2 separate regions of the Bombyx mori genome follow, and region 2 is linked to region 1. The links are chromatin contacts, called in public Hi-C maps. All regions are on one chromosome and are shown on one strand. The core of a region is the stretch at or near the end of the contact, and the rest is flanking DNA. Distances in the headings are between cores, read along the strand shown. Region 1 overlaps LOC101741044. Region 2 overlaps LOC101741044.

The links. A called contact is a pair of places that touch in the nucleus more often than the background predicts.
Region 2: a contact with region 1 is called in a Hi-C map of middle silk gland, with 1.4 times the contacts expected there. The contact joins two enhancer-like sites. A contact is called at or near these places in 2 of 7 Hi-C or Micro-C datasets (middle silk gland and midgut).

What each region holds. Positions count from the first base shown.
Region 1 is chr11:2,748,137-2,755,283 of ASM3026992v2, forward strand. It overlaps LOC101741044, which reads right to left. Exons shown (of 21, transcript XM_021349697.3): 3 at 4,926-7,147; 4 at 3,109-3,238; 5 at 2,480-2,594; 6 at 1,835-1,910. Among protein-coding and RNA genes, the nearest start is that of LOC101744060, 22 kb to the right of the region's middle. Within about 2 kb of position 3,550, at least 2 of the 8 cell types and tissues checked have open chromatin away from gene starts, as enhancers often do.
Region 2 is chr11:2,799,604-2,806,750 of ASM3026992v2, forward strand. All of the region lies in intron 1 of LOC101741044, which reads right to left. It overlaps LOC101744060, which reads left to right. Exons shown (of 20, transcript XM_012692530.4): 8 at 1-70; 9 at 1,108-1,237; 10 at 1,587-1,710; 11 at 2,105-2,256. Among protein-coding and RNA genes, the nearest start is that of LOC101741044, 20 kb to the right of the region's middle. Within about 2 kb of position 4,023, at least 2 of the 8 cell types and tissues checked have open chromatin away from gene starts, as enhancers often do.

The sequences.
Region 1 (7,147 bases), core at 2,300-4,799:
GTAATTAATGGCTTATGGTAACTGAAATATGAAATATATGGTTTACATTCCACGAAATTTAGTGACCGAGTAAAAACTCCATCAATTGTAGTGCCAGATCTTGTTGTTGACGTTTGAGGACTGTTTTTCATGGATAAATTCAATTTATCTTTCAGAAATTCAACTAGCTTCAAAGAATTTTCCGATGCAAAATTTACATTAAAATCTCCACTTAAAATCATCGGTATTTTATAATTATTGTTACCGAGTAAAGAGGCACCTTCACTTGTGTACGGCAACAATGAATGGTGAAGAAAAAGATGGCGCGTAACGGAAAAATGTGACGCGTAACCGAAAAATGTGACGGTAAATTTTTTTCCAACGCCGATAAAGAAGTTTCACTTCAATAAAAATGTGTGCGTGTACTAGTGTACACACGTAAGAAGTGAAACTTGTTTATGGCCTTATTTTTCGAAAAATGATCTACATGCAACTTTCTAGAAATTGGTTAAATAAAGTTAAATTAGATAAAGTTTAAACAAAAGGATTTTATTATCATAGACATGAATACAAATAATACAATTATTTCACTTTACCTTTTTGCTACTAAGATTATTACAGCATTTCATTAATTGTAATAGAATTATTACTATCATTGTCATTGTCATTATATATTTTTGTAATTAATGGCTTATGGTAACTGAAATATGAAATATATGGTTTACATTCCACGAAATTTAGTGACCGAGTAAAAACTCCATCAATTGTAGTGCCAGATCTTGTTGTTGACGTTTGAGGACTGTTTTTCATGGATAAATTCAATTTATCTTTCAGAAATTCAACTAGCTTCAAAGAATTTTCCGATGCAAAATTTACATTAAAATCTCCACTTAAAATCATCGGTATTTTATAATTATTGTTACCGAGTAAAGAGGCACCTTCACTTGTGTACGGCAACAATGAATGGTGAAGAAAAAGATGGCGCGTAACGGAAAAATGTGACGCGTAACCGAAAAATGTGACGGTAAATTTTTTTCCAACGCCGATAAAGAAGTTTCACTTCAAAAACATGAGGTCGTAAGTCACAACTGTGGTAGAACTACGCCGGAATGTGATCCAAATGTGCTTAACTCACAAGACATCTTACCACCAAAGTAATTACGCAAATTAGAATTAACATCAGTTTGATTTTTACAAAAAAAATATATTCCTACACTTCCTATATGGTGGTGGAAGTCATTCGTGTACATTTGGTTTAGGAAACGTATTTCATTAAAGAAATTGGTGCCCGCTTGTGGGATTCGAATATCGGCACTGTCGCATCGCTCAATACTAATGCACCGGTCGTCTTATTATTTAAGCCACTGCAATTATGAATTTGAGCAAATTCCCATTTGAATCAAACTGTGGTTCAACTCGGGAATAAGACGGACTTTGAAAGTCAGAGAGACTAGACTGGCGTCAGTGGGGAGACAATAGTCCACGTATTCCTTTTCGGGTCGGAGGTCGAACCCCCACTGAGGTTTCGGTGCCTAAGATGCTTGCGGGGTACTCAGGACTTTTTTTTATTTTTATTGCTTAGATAAGTGGACGAGCTCACAGCCCTCCTGGCGTTAAGTGGTTACTGGAGCCCATAGACATCTACAACGTAAATTTGCCACACACCTTGAGATATAAGCTCTAAGGTCTCAGTATAGTTGCAACGGCTGCCCCACCCTTCAAAACGAAACGCATTACTGCTTTACGGCAGAAATAGGTTGGGTGGTGGTACCTCGGTGCCGGTCACGTTTCACTGCCAATTTGAGCACCACCAACTCCAGGGTCGACGATTGTAAAAGAAAATAACTATGCTCACCTCAAGTCTCTCGGCCACCGCTTCCGAGTAGGGCACGTATCTCGCGTCGGTTGTGCCTTTGTAGAACCAGCTACATCTGAGATATTAGAGCACCGTCATTATCACATTGGCTAGACGTGACACTTAACGAGAGGACCGAGCGAATACGGATGCTGGGCAGAACAAACCCTTGAGATTTACGAGAAATGAGAAACGGTCGCAGTTATAATCTGACGTTAAGTTAAGATTCACTATACAATAACCACAGTTGGTCCAAACAAATCGGTCCTTTTCTCTAATTGGGAGATCTCTGTTAGGACGCGATGGCGTCCTTTTATCTGAGCCGCAAACTCATGGTCTCAGGGTTATAAATATATCATGAAGGTTACATGCTCGTGGCTGAAAGTCATCTATGTCTTTGTAGGGAAATAATATGTTCTCGGTTACTACCGAGTATACTACTACAGCTACTACTACAGTACTACTCTACACAGTGGCTATCACATCTCGAAGTAACGTTTGTGGTCACCGATGTCTATGGTAATTAACTCCTAACAGAGTCAAGTTTCGAACTCCATCAAGTCTAACAGATCACTCGAGCGGTCTTATACTGAAATACCAATATTTCTATCACGAGAAACCTACGCAATCCGAGCTTCCTGATACCTTAAGACATTAGTAGGCTTGTCGCTCCAGTAGACGGCTGTCCTCAGTCTCCCCACCACGTTCACGTCATACCTTCCTCCATCAGTTGCCACCAGCGTCTTCTCGTTGAGATCGGCTGGAATAGTTTACAGTTTTGAGAATCTTTTGCAAGATCCTGAGATGCCTCAACGTAGCCCGAAGACATCGAGAGGAAGTCACTTAGATCTCACCATAAGCCTCAAAGATCCTATGAACTAGGCATTATTAACACGTAGCAATCATTTTCTGAAGTCACATAATCAGTGGTGTCTTGTAATGGATGAATCATCAAAATCAATTTTACAAGTTGAATTGGGATAGCGGTTCTCCTACTCTAGGTTCCGGAGTGACAGCGATCATCAAAAGACCTCGTCAGCTCCTAAACTTATCGCATCCCTTTGAAATTCTTTAAAGCATTGGCGAACTATACGGATACAATACAGTCTAGCGTTCCGATCTAAAGAACAGAACAATGGTCACGTAACCTCATTGAGACATCGACTTCATTGCTTTTTCGATTGCTACGTATACACCTGAAAAACTAGCTTAACCAAACAGACACTAAGCAATTTCAACGACCAACTTTAGATCTCAATTCATCCCAAACTTACGACTTAGATAAGCTTCCTCTAGAGCTTTCGAATCGACTTCCGAGAAGCCTCTCCATATGGATTTGCCTTCGATGTCCACTCGATAGAACCAGTGGTACTTCACAGGATTGTATTCGGCCAGAGAGCGGTTCTGAAATACACAGGGCATTACTAAAACCACTAACACCGCTTTTGGTCACTGTGGCTGATTGGTAGGATCGGCCGGATGACGCTTCAAGGATGCTGTGGGTCCAGTAAATTTTAAAGGAACTGACAATAGCCCACTGTGGGTTGTAGAAGTGTCTCAATGAGACCATCCGCGTCAATATCAACAGTGTCCACGATGTGAATGCGCTTCATGGCAATATGTTCTTTACTTTCATATCCTATACGGGTATACCACTCGCGGCCAACCTCCTGTAAGTGGTAATGGGAGCCTATGGACATCACAAATCGTCTCACGCCCTCTCACACGTGCTGTGTAAATCTCGGTTGTATTGTGTAAAATGTCTGTTTCGATTTTCGGCAGAGATAGGCAGGGCGGTGGTAGCTACCTGTGCGGATTCTCAAGATGCCCTAAATATAAGTATATTACGAATACTATATATCGAGGGGTGAAAGGCTATTTAGTTTAACCTACGTCAGCAATTCCAGGGGCAGAGCCGAGCTGTCACCCACCGTTAAGTACTCTCCACAAGCTTCGTTTGAAGAACGATATGTCATATATCTTACTAATATTATAAACGCGAAAGTTTAAATTCTAAGGTTAAATTGCATACATGTGTGGACAAGCTCACAGTCCACCTGGTGTTAAGTGGTTACCGAAGCCCAAAGACATCTAAAACGTAAATGCCGCCATCTACCTTGAGATATAAGTTCTAAGGTCTCAGTTTTTACAGTACAACGGCTGCCCCACCCTTCAAACCGAAACGCATTACTGCTTCACGGCAGAAATTGGTGGTGGTACCTTCCTGTACGATCTCACAAGACGTCCTACCACCAGTTATAACGCAAATGATAATTATGCGAGTTTGATTTTTATTACACGTTATGTTATTCCTTCACCGTGGAATTCAATCGTGAACATTTGATAAGTACGTATATCATTAAAAAAATTGATTGGTACCTGTCTGCGGGATTCGAACACTGGTGCGTCGCCGGACATGATTGCACCGGACGCCTTATCCTTTAGGCCACGATGACTTCATATGTATGAGTGTTTGTATGGATGTATGTATGTTACTCTTTCACGCAAAACTACTGAATGGTTTTTGATAAAACTTTACAATAATAAGTCAAGTAAGTAAGAAAAAAATCTGTCTTCTTATTTTCATAATTAATAATAAATTACAGTTCCCGAAGCGAAGCGAAGGCGGGTCGCTCGTAATTAATATACAGTATTCCCCCCTATAACGCGGTACCCTTATAACGCGTTTTCATATTACGCGATTTCAATCCCTCGTATAACACGGGCATTCCCCTCTACAACGCGGGGATTCCCCACATACATATTTCCGTACTGTGAAATTCATAATAGTTTGTACAGTTCATAATTAGTTTCGCGTACCTTTGCACGTGTGTCAATCGTTTTATTACAAAATTAAATTATTTCATTAAATTTGTGTGGCTAAAGGCGTAGGTTAAATTTTATTTTTATATTTTTTATTTAAAATTAATAAAAATATACCATTTTAAGTTAAACGAGATGAATCATTCATACGTAACGCGTTATACGAGGTCGTAAAATCGCGTTATACGGGTATACAACTATAACGCGTAACCGATGCACCGCGTTATAGGGGGTATATTACTGTACTATGCTTAATAAAACTTCCTACCTCACTGAGAACGGTAACTGCATCATCGGTGACTCCGTCGGTTGCTCCTTCAAGGTTTATGGTCACGTTTTTATTGGCTGCATTGACACGCTCCATGCTGACATCACAGCCTTTACTACCGGCCGCGTTATTATTATCGTTAGCGGTCGCCTTAACTTTATAACTAACTTCGTTTATATTAAAAACGTTCGTATTGAAATCGCAACAGTATTCACAGATTTTAACGTCTCGATAGAACGCCGCGTTGTTGTCATCAGCTCTCTCGGAATGGTTAGGTTCGATTTTACTCGAATCCGGATCGCGTCTAGGGCGGCTTATATTAGGATCGTCGTATTCAATCGTGAAATAGTTTACCGTTCTGACTATCTGTTCGTTTGGTATGTAACGCGTCGACGTCAAATCTTTTATCAGATCGAATGTGGCTTTCTGTTTTTCCGAGTTCATTACGTTATTATCGAAGCGATGATTTTGGTACGCGAAACGAGAAGAGTCTTCGGGACCGTCATTAGCGTGTCTGTAATGATTTTGACTTTGGCTCAATTCAAAAAAAGACTTCGACGGATCACTGGCGGGCGGCGAAGCGAAATAACTAGCTAATCTATTAAACGTTCCCGGTTCGGCTCTAGAAACTTCTGGTGACGAAAAGAAATTCATAGGATCCGGTAACGGTTTTGTTTCGGGGATCTGTAGCTCGGATATCTTGATATCACCAAGCCTATTCGCGGCTTGCTTGACTGCGTCTATCTCTTCAACGTTTTGACCGGCAAACGTTGTGATACAATCTGGTTTTTCATTCGGTTCTCGCGCAGTCAACACCTCTTCGACTATTCCCGCTATGCTGGCTTCAATTTTGTAATTAAGATCTGGGGACACTTCCCTGTGGGCGGTGTAAGTACTTGTGCAAATTACAGATGTCTGTGTGGTCGTGTCAGGTATCAGAGGAACGGAATCCTTCAATTTATCGAGGGCCGTTTTATCGTGAAGAGTTCCGCTCATCCGTCTGTGGTACTCCTCCTCGAAACCCGGTGGGATCCTCATACTGGTTGAGACCGGATAACCGGCGCTGGGCGGTGAGCCAAACGAATTCCGGTAGTGCGTTTCGGCTGCGTAATTCCCCGTATCGAAATACGAGGCTATTGTGATTGCTGGACTTGTCTTCGGTGGTAAAGTAAAAAGTGAAGTTCTGTCAAAAATATCATCATGATCGACTGTCTCCTCTAGCTTTTTAAATTTGTCAATTCTGTTCGTGAACGTGTCAGATTCCTTCGCATCTTGATTCATCTCCTTCTTTCCAAACTCGGTTTTGTTTTCGTCAGTTTCCGATGGTTCTATTAAAAAGTCTTCGTAGATGGGGAAATCTTTATTAGCGTCTTGTTCTATAGAGTGGACATCTAAGCCACCTGTTCCTTCTGATGTACTATCTTCTTCCGCTGGTGGAGCAGTTGGTATTTCAGGACAACGCGGGCCCTGATTTTCTTTTGTATTCTCAAATTCAGTCTTTAAATCTTCACTTACGCTAGGCACTTTGTCAAAGAACAAAGAATTGTTTCCAAAGAATCCTATTGAGTTTGGATCTAGTTTGAAGGTATAGTCATGGTCTTCAGGTTGCTGTGCAGAAAATTCAGTTTTATCCGTCCATCCGAATTCTCTTGGACCCTTCTCTTCATTTTCAGTAACTGAATGAATAGGAATCGTGCCGGTAGTTTCCGCAGAAATTTGTGTTTTTTCAGCACCCTGTACATTGCCTTCTCTGTTATCTGTCGCATTTGTCTCAACAAGTGACACTTCCACAGCATTCGAAAGTTGTATAGGCGATGTCAAATTCCCAATTAATTGATTGGTCAAGTTATCCATTTCATTTTCTTTGCCTGGCTTCTTCACTTCCCTACAAGTCACACACATGTTGAGGTCCGATCTACTTTCACTGTCGTCCCTTGTATTCTTTTGGGGGGGCGCGAAGTTTTCGAATAAGCTCATATTGTTCGCGTTCAATATCTCGGTTTTTGGTAGCTCGAAAATTATCTTCTTTGAATCGCTGCCTGCCTCTTTCGGCTTATCAGCGATAATAGTCGACAGACCGAATAACGGAACAGTAGAAACTCCTACTATAGGTATCTGATCGGCCGACAACGATTCAACCAGATTAGTTTCTCTTAAAGGAATTATTTCCTCTTCCTTTTCTAAATCATCAAATGGATCGTCTATTAATTTATCGATCGGTT
Region 2 (7,147 bases), core at 2,773-5,272, 52 kb after region 1:
GAACCGAGCGATCTTCAATCAAGGACGACAAGGAAGATTGATCAGCGAACTAGAAAAGTACAGATACGATGTAAAAGCCTTGAATATTCCTCATTCACGGTTTTAGATAAGAAGACGAAGCAGCGACTTGGCATGTAGGCATCGGTTTGGTTCTGCCCCTGGCCTTGCCGTAGTCCATAGGCGACGGTAACCACTCACCATCAGCCGTCACCGTATGCTCGTCTGCCTACAAGGGCAATATTAAAAAAAACGCATAGTTCTTCCATTGTGGGTGTTGCAAATAAGTAAACAATGCAACGTACTTGCCGTATCTTTTGTCGGAATTAGATCTAGATAAAAACGAACCGGTAGCTGGAAGAGATAGTTTTTATAACACTGCCCTACGGACCCTAAGCGCGGTGTGGGACGGCCACCTACCAGATGGACCGACGACCTGGTGATAATCGCTGGGTCACGTTGGATGCAAGTGGCAACGGACCGGCCGCCTAGGACATCAGTTGGAGAGGCCTATGTTCAGCAGTGGACAGTAGACAGGCTGAGATGATAATGATGATGACGGACAATCACACTTGTCGCAATGCGCCGCATCGTGCAGCCAGCAATTGGCATACAAATTTTCATTTTAAACGCATCAGTATTTGAACTAAACGTCGTCTCTTGTTTTCTATAATTGCATATACACTATCTCCTTCTTTTCACCCATCTCGCTCGCACTCGTACTCGCATTTCCATTCGCTCATCATCCAACAGACTTGATACAGCCCAATAAGTTTCTCGCCGGATCTTCTCAGTGGGTCACGATTCCAATCCGGTGGTAGATTCAGCGAAACTTGCTAGGTTTAGCTAAAGTTAACAAAATTCTCTCAGGTTGAGCCCGTGAGCTCACCTGAACTTCAGAACGTAGCTGGAATAGCCCTCTAGGCTACCAGGGAATAGGTAGGGAAAAGATGTGACCAGATAATCTTCGACTTTCGGCAACCAACAAAATACTTTTCGTCTCTTTCTTGCCCGAGCAAAGTGCCTCCATCTCGTCAACAATCAAGATTGCTTATTGAGCGCCAGAAAGAGAAAGTCGGTATGTAGCACAAGTAATATCTTTGTTCACAGACCCTCCTCGTGCGGCGGGGAGGGGGTGAAGCTATATCGCTTGGATTAACAGTTGAAAACGGAGTAACAGCCCTGAGGGTACTCATAGAGGGAGCTGTGGAACATGCCGTACTCTACCCTCCAAACGATGGTAAGCTAACGTTTTCTCTCTCTCTCTCTCCCTCATTTCCTTATCCCACTTTAGGGCAGAGTCGGGTGAGGATAAGATGATATGCGAGATGGTAAGTGGTTAACCAGTGCCCATAGATATCAGCAACGTCAATTTCGCGACTCACATTGGAACATGACCTCTGAGTCTCAGTTTTACAGTACAATGGCTACCCTACTGCTAAACACATTACTGCTTCACGACAGAAATGGGCAGGGCGGTCGTACCTACCCGCGCGGGTGTCACCCTACCACAACTTTCACATCCCGTAACTTAGCCTGGAAGATTCTTTGACCACGTAAGACTTAACATCTCTCCATCCCCCCAACAGCGCCGCAAATAGACCTGTACGACACGGATTCCGTATCCTCATTCTCGGCGGAATCGAGGACCGAAAGCCTGTCGCCAAGAGACGTCTACCTGATACTGCCGGGCGCCAATACTGACGTAGACGCGTAAGTTACGTTCTCCCACTTGTTAAGCCACCCGAGCACTTAAATCACACAACCCCAATGCAGCTACCCCCAATCATAGTTCATTAGTAGAATACTCAGAGAATTAGTCTCCTTACAAAGCCCACGACACAAGCAGACCTTCTTAGCTAAGTAAGCTCCCCTGTTCCGAAAACCCTCGAGAAGGGTACATCCAGAGAGACACGGTGTGCCTATCTCACGAGCCAAGACCGGCAAGCAAGAAGTGTCGATTTGTGGGTACTCTTGTCTCCAAATGAGCTGGAAGACAAGAACCTTGATAGAAAAAAGAATCTATCAGAGCATAGCGTTGTATATTTCCTCGAAGCGACTGAAGAACAACAGTTGTTCTGATCTAAGAACGGAATCTCCTTTCTAGACTATCAGTTCTACCGGCCAATCCTGATCCGGAATCACAGCCAGGAATGATGGGGAAGTGGCACTTGAGCGTCCGCTGCGACACCTGCGACTACAGGCTCTGCGTCATGGCCAGGGCCCAGATCCACCTGGACGTAGGCACCGACGGTGCAGGTAAGACGATACCAGCAGACGAGCAACCCCTAACCTATTTAACCAACTGTGGTCCATGGACATCACAGAACCGAAGTCCGTGGATCTGACATTATTACTGAGTCTAAAGTAGACGTGAAACGCCTAACCTATTTAGCAAAGTGTGGTCCATGGACATCACAAAGTCAAAATCTCCATTGACTTCCGATACTAACAAACAAATAGCAGTATGAGTTTTTTTTTTTATTGTGTTATTTTTTCCAAATGTTACCTACACTTTAAATGGCTCATGTGTAAAGTTGCAAAAATATCTCTTTAAACCAAATAGCGTTCCACTTCTCGATATTCTGGTATCAAAAGAAAAATAAACGCTTCTAATGATCTAGGTCTATTTTTTATCTACAATAAATTTTTCTTCATCTTATTTCTTTTCCATCAAATTTCATATGTTCAACTTTTAACTTTTTTATAAACATAATATGAGTTATGTATTTTTGAAATAGTTTAATGACTCTCGTATATGCGAGTTGGGTTTTTCAAGTTAAGAAAATTCCACTTTCTTCCGTCGACATAATGTACAAAAATATATATAGGACAAGTCAATAATAATAGCGCGTTGGCGAAGAGCGCTTCGGTTCATTGAACTTTTCGAGGTAAGAATCGGACGGAAAACGAAAAAACAAAAAAACTCTCCGAACCGCTCAAGCGCTTTCGTCCGAGAACAAATTATTACATTTGTTTAAAATCCGAGAAATTATTACATACATCATCGTAACAGCGTGACGCGCTGATTCCCGCCAAAAACGAACAGATTCGCGCATTAATTACGTAAAAAGAATAAAATTCGAATTTCAAACACAAACAAAACAAAAAATATAAGCATACCTACTTAAGTAAAACCAATATCACAATACAATAAAATCAAACCGAGAAAAAAAAACAAATCACAGAATTACAAAACTGCCAACCTAACAAAAATCAAAAGCAAAAAAACATCACATCTTTATAACATTGGTATCGTGGCAACTATATCACAATATTAATACTAATAATAATAAACACACTAACCTTAGTGAAGTTACGGTTACATTCCAACGCCGAGATTCCCGAAAAAATGGCTTCGCACCTTTTCTGGGTCAAGGTCGGTATTCGCTTTTTAACACGAAAATACTCTAGTGTCGTCGGTCACATTCGCTAAATTCGGTATTAGGGCTTCGTACGCAATATAAGTGTTCGTACTTAAAGAGTTCGACGAGCCAACTAATCCACAGACACAGCCCATTGTGTTTCTCGTCGGATCTTCTCAGTGAGTCGTAATTTCGATCCGGTAGTAGATTCACCGAAGCACTGCTCTTACAAAGGCCAGTGTTTGCAAATTCTCTCAGGTTGAGTCCGTGAGTACACCTACCAGTCCGGGCGTAACTGGAATTGTCCTTTATACTAACAGCGAATGGGTAGGGGAAATAAAGGCGATGCTTTAATTTAATACGTATTAATTTTAATGTTTAAATTTTTCAATCAAAAATTCCATCACCATTACGCTAGATACGCTCCATGTTGTGTGTTATTATTTTATAGTTATTGACAATCTATGATGTCACGACGTTGATATTCCGTTGGTACTAAAGTCCGCCCCGTTCTCATTCAAAGCCGATACCGAAACCCTGGCACCGCTATCCAAGCTCTCAATACCTGGCGAGCCGTGAATCTCGAAGCCGAACCGAATCACTAACCGAATACCGAAATCGAATTAACATTCCCAACACTACTAAATCAAGAGAGACGACGACAGGTTTTAAATGTCGAACGACTCGTTCGAAGTTCGAAGCTCGCGTTTTTTTTTTCATCGCACAGACTTAAATGTGTAACGCGTCTTTTGTGTATCGTTAAAATTTCTTGATTTAATTTATCGAAGGAATCGATTTTTATTTAGTGAATCGATTGTCATCATCATTCGGCACGTGTTCAAAAATGTTTTCTAATGCTAATTACATTGGTGATCATAATAAGTATGTGTATTTTAAGTCTTATACCCTACCGCGCCATGCTTAGCGTATTATTCATTTCAGGCAAAACATAAGACACTTTAATCCCCAAAAAAAATTGAAAAGGAGGAACACGAGAATCCAATTCACGTTCGCATTTCTCGTTATTTTTTTCATATTCTTTTTTTCAATAAAACAAATTTTATATTTTCGAACGCCCATGCAAATGCTTCAATAAAAGTACAATTTTCACGCAAATCTCGCGCCCTTGACGCGATCGATTCTATAAATTTCGAAATATCGGAAGGAAGCCAAAAGGCTGTGAATACAGTTGCGTTTCAAATTTAAGAAAAAAAAAACAAAAACACCTTTTTTTTACGACCATGCCACGATCAAGGTCGCCCGTGTTATAGAGCCACTTTAACGTTTAAGTCCTATTAATGAGACGACGATTATTCGCTGTCAAAATGTTTTTATTAATATTATTAAGGTAACGACCTCCGCGATTTCTTTATAGAGCCCCTGCACATTCTGAGCGAACAAATGAAAAATTAATATTTTTTTTGTAGTCTCTCTAGTCTCTTTCTGGGTCATGTACATTCGTGGTGTGTCTTGCATAATGTATGATCGAATTTTAATAAAAGCAAGAGACTGCTGGCTCTTTAATAACTAAAACATTATTTATTTATTTTTATATTCCGTCAGACGCTGTCAAGTAAACACATTGTCGCGGAACCTCGATCTTGAACCGACGACCTTTGGAACGCGCTTACTACGATGATAACGACGAATATTAAAACAATCTTTCAATTCCGCATTAATAACGTTTATACGTTGCATTCAGCGCTAAAGACTTACATCCGAAATACTGCAACCGTTTGATTGGGGAGAACGAAAAAAAAAAACTATATAAACAAACCACTAAGCGTCATATTTAAAAATCGAACTCGCAAATATTACCGCCTTTTTGAGCCAACGACGCGACGCAGCGGGTTCCTGAAGAGCTAATTCGAAATTAGAAAGAAGTTTTAATTTTCGTGTCTCTCATAGATATTTTACTTTTTACGATTAATTTTCTTTTGTTTTTTTTTTCCGGTCATTTCGACAGCAAAGACATCCGAAACACATTATACACGTACTATACGTACATGTGTTAGTAATTTTATTCGATTTTTAACTAGATTTTTTTTAATAATCACATTCGAACCCCTTCGAGGAAAAACACAACTTCACTTCGTACCACTAAACACGAGATGCGTAATCAACCGAGCCTTGGACACAACTAAACATTACTTATCAATTGCAAATGTCAATAAATAATATAATTACGCCTTGATGTTTAAAATACGATCATGTAATAATCTAATCTTAATTAAAAAATAATGCAGATTAGAAATAGAACAAAGATGTGTGTATATCTATATGTCAAACGCTTTTTTTTTTCTTCAACGATAAAACTCAAGGCAATCATAGATGATTTTGATGATTGCTGTACAAAAATGACATGTACCGTCATAATTTTAAGACTGTATCTTATAAAATATAAAAAAACGAAACAAATGGTATGATGCATTAAAACAAACGTATTAGAAAGAAAACAAAACTGAATTTGCATTACATTGCGTAGTAATGAAGTTCAAATTACGCGCGCGGTCAAAGATCGAGGGTGAAATCTGTATTTGTATTTCATTGCGGGTTCACGAAATAGCCAACTAACAACGCCAAACGCTCAGCTCGACGAATAAACATTGCATTACGTATGACGTCAGCATTTTTCTTTCCCGGTTCCGGCACAGGGAAACGGCACTTTTGGCCACATACAACATAAACTATTTTAAAGACGCAAAGACATCCGTTACTTGGACGACTACTTAATAATTACAGTTATTTAAAATCTATGAGAGCGAAATGGAAGTTCAAATTTTAATAAAAATAATAATTTCGGGCCGAAATTTAAAATAATCTATTACTTTTTTGTATCCTGAAGCTTCTGATCGGAATGTCAGAACCAAGTATATTATAACTGAATTGATGGTGCAGTAGTTAGCGCCCCGACTGTCGCGCCGTGGGCCGTGGGTTCGATTCCCGCATCGGGCAAACATTCCTGTGATGAAAAAGATTGTTTTCTCTACTTCTCTGGATGTTTTTAATTTTTTTATTGCTTAGGTGGGTGGACGAGCTCACAGCCCACCTGGTATGAAATGGTTACCGGAGCCCATAGACATCTACAATGTAAATGCCGGCGCCCACCTTGAGATATGAGTTCTAAGGTCTCCGCTTTTCCAATACAACAACCGCCCCGCCCATCAAACCGAAACGCATTACTGCTTCAGGGCAGAAACAGGCAGGGCGGTGGTACCTATCCGCGCGGACTCACAAGACGTAATCCTGCCACCACCACCCCCCCCACTTACCTCGAGATATGAGTTCTAAGGTCTCCATTTTTAAAGCACATACATGCAAACCGAATATAAAACACGTCACCAATAAGGAAATGACATAGAACAAGCTGAGGTTATCTAAGGTTATCATCTAAGGAAACCTCGAACTAAAGCGATAAGCATTTATAGAGAACAACAAATCTATACTAATATTATAAACGCGAAAGTAGCTGTGTCTGTCTGTCTCGCTTTCATCCCAAAATTAATGAACCGATTTAAATGAAAGTTGGTACACAGATGGCCTGGGAAACGACATAGGCGACGTTTTAATCCGAAAAAGGGTTTGTAAAGGGTTAAAGAGAGGGGGGGGGGGTCTGTGTTATAAAAAAGTGTATGGAAGTATCGTCATTTTTAGAGCTAAAAGCTTGAAAATTATTTTTTGGGCTTCTAGATTTGATATAAATAAATATGACGCAAAGCTTACACATCAGAGTAACACATAGGCTGAAATTTACAAAAAACATAGTGTCTATGCTTGTATGCTAT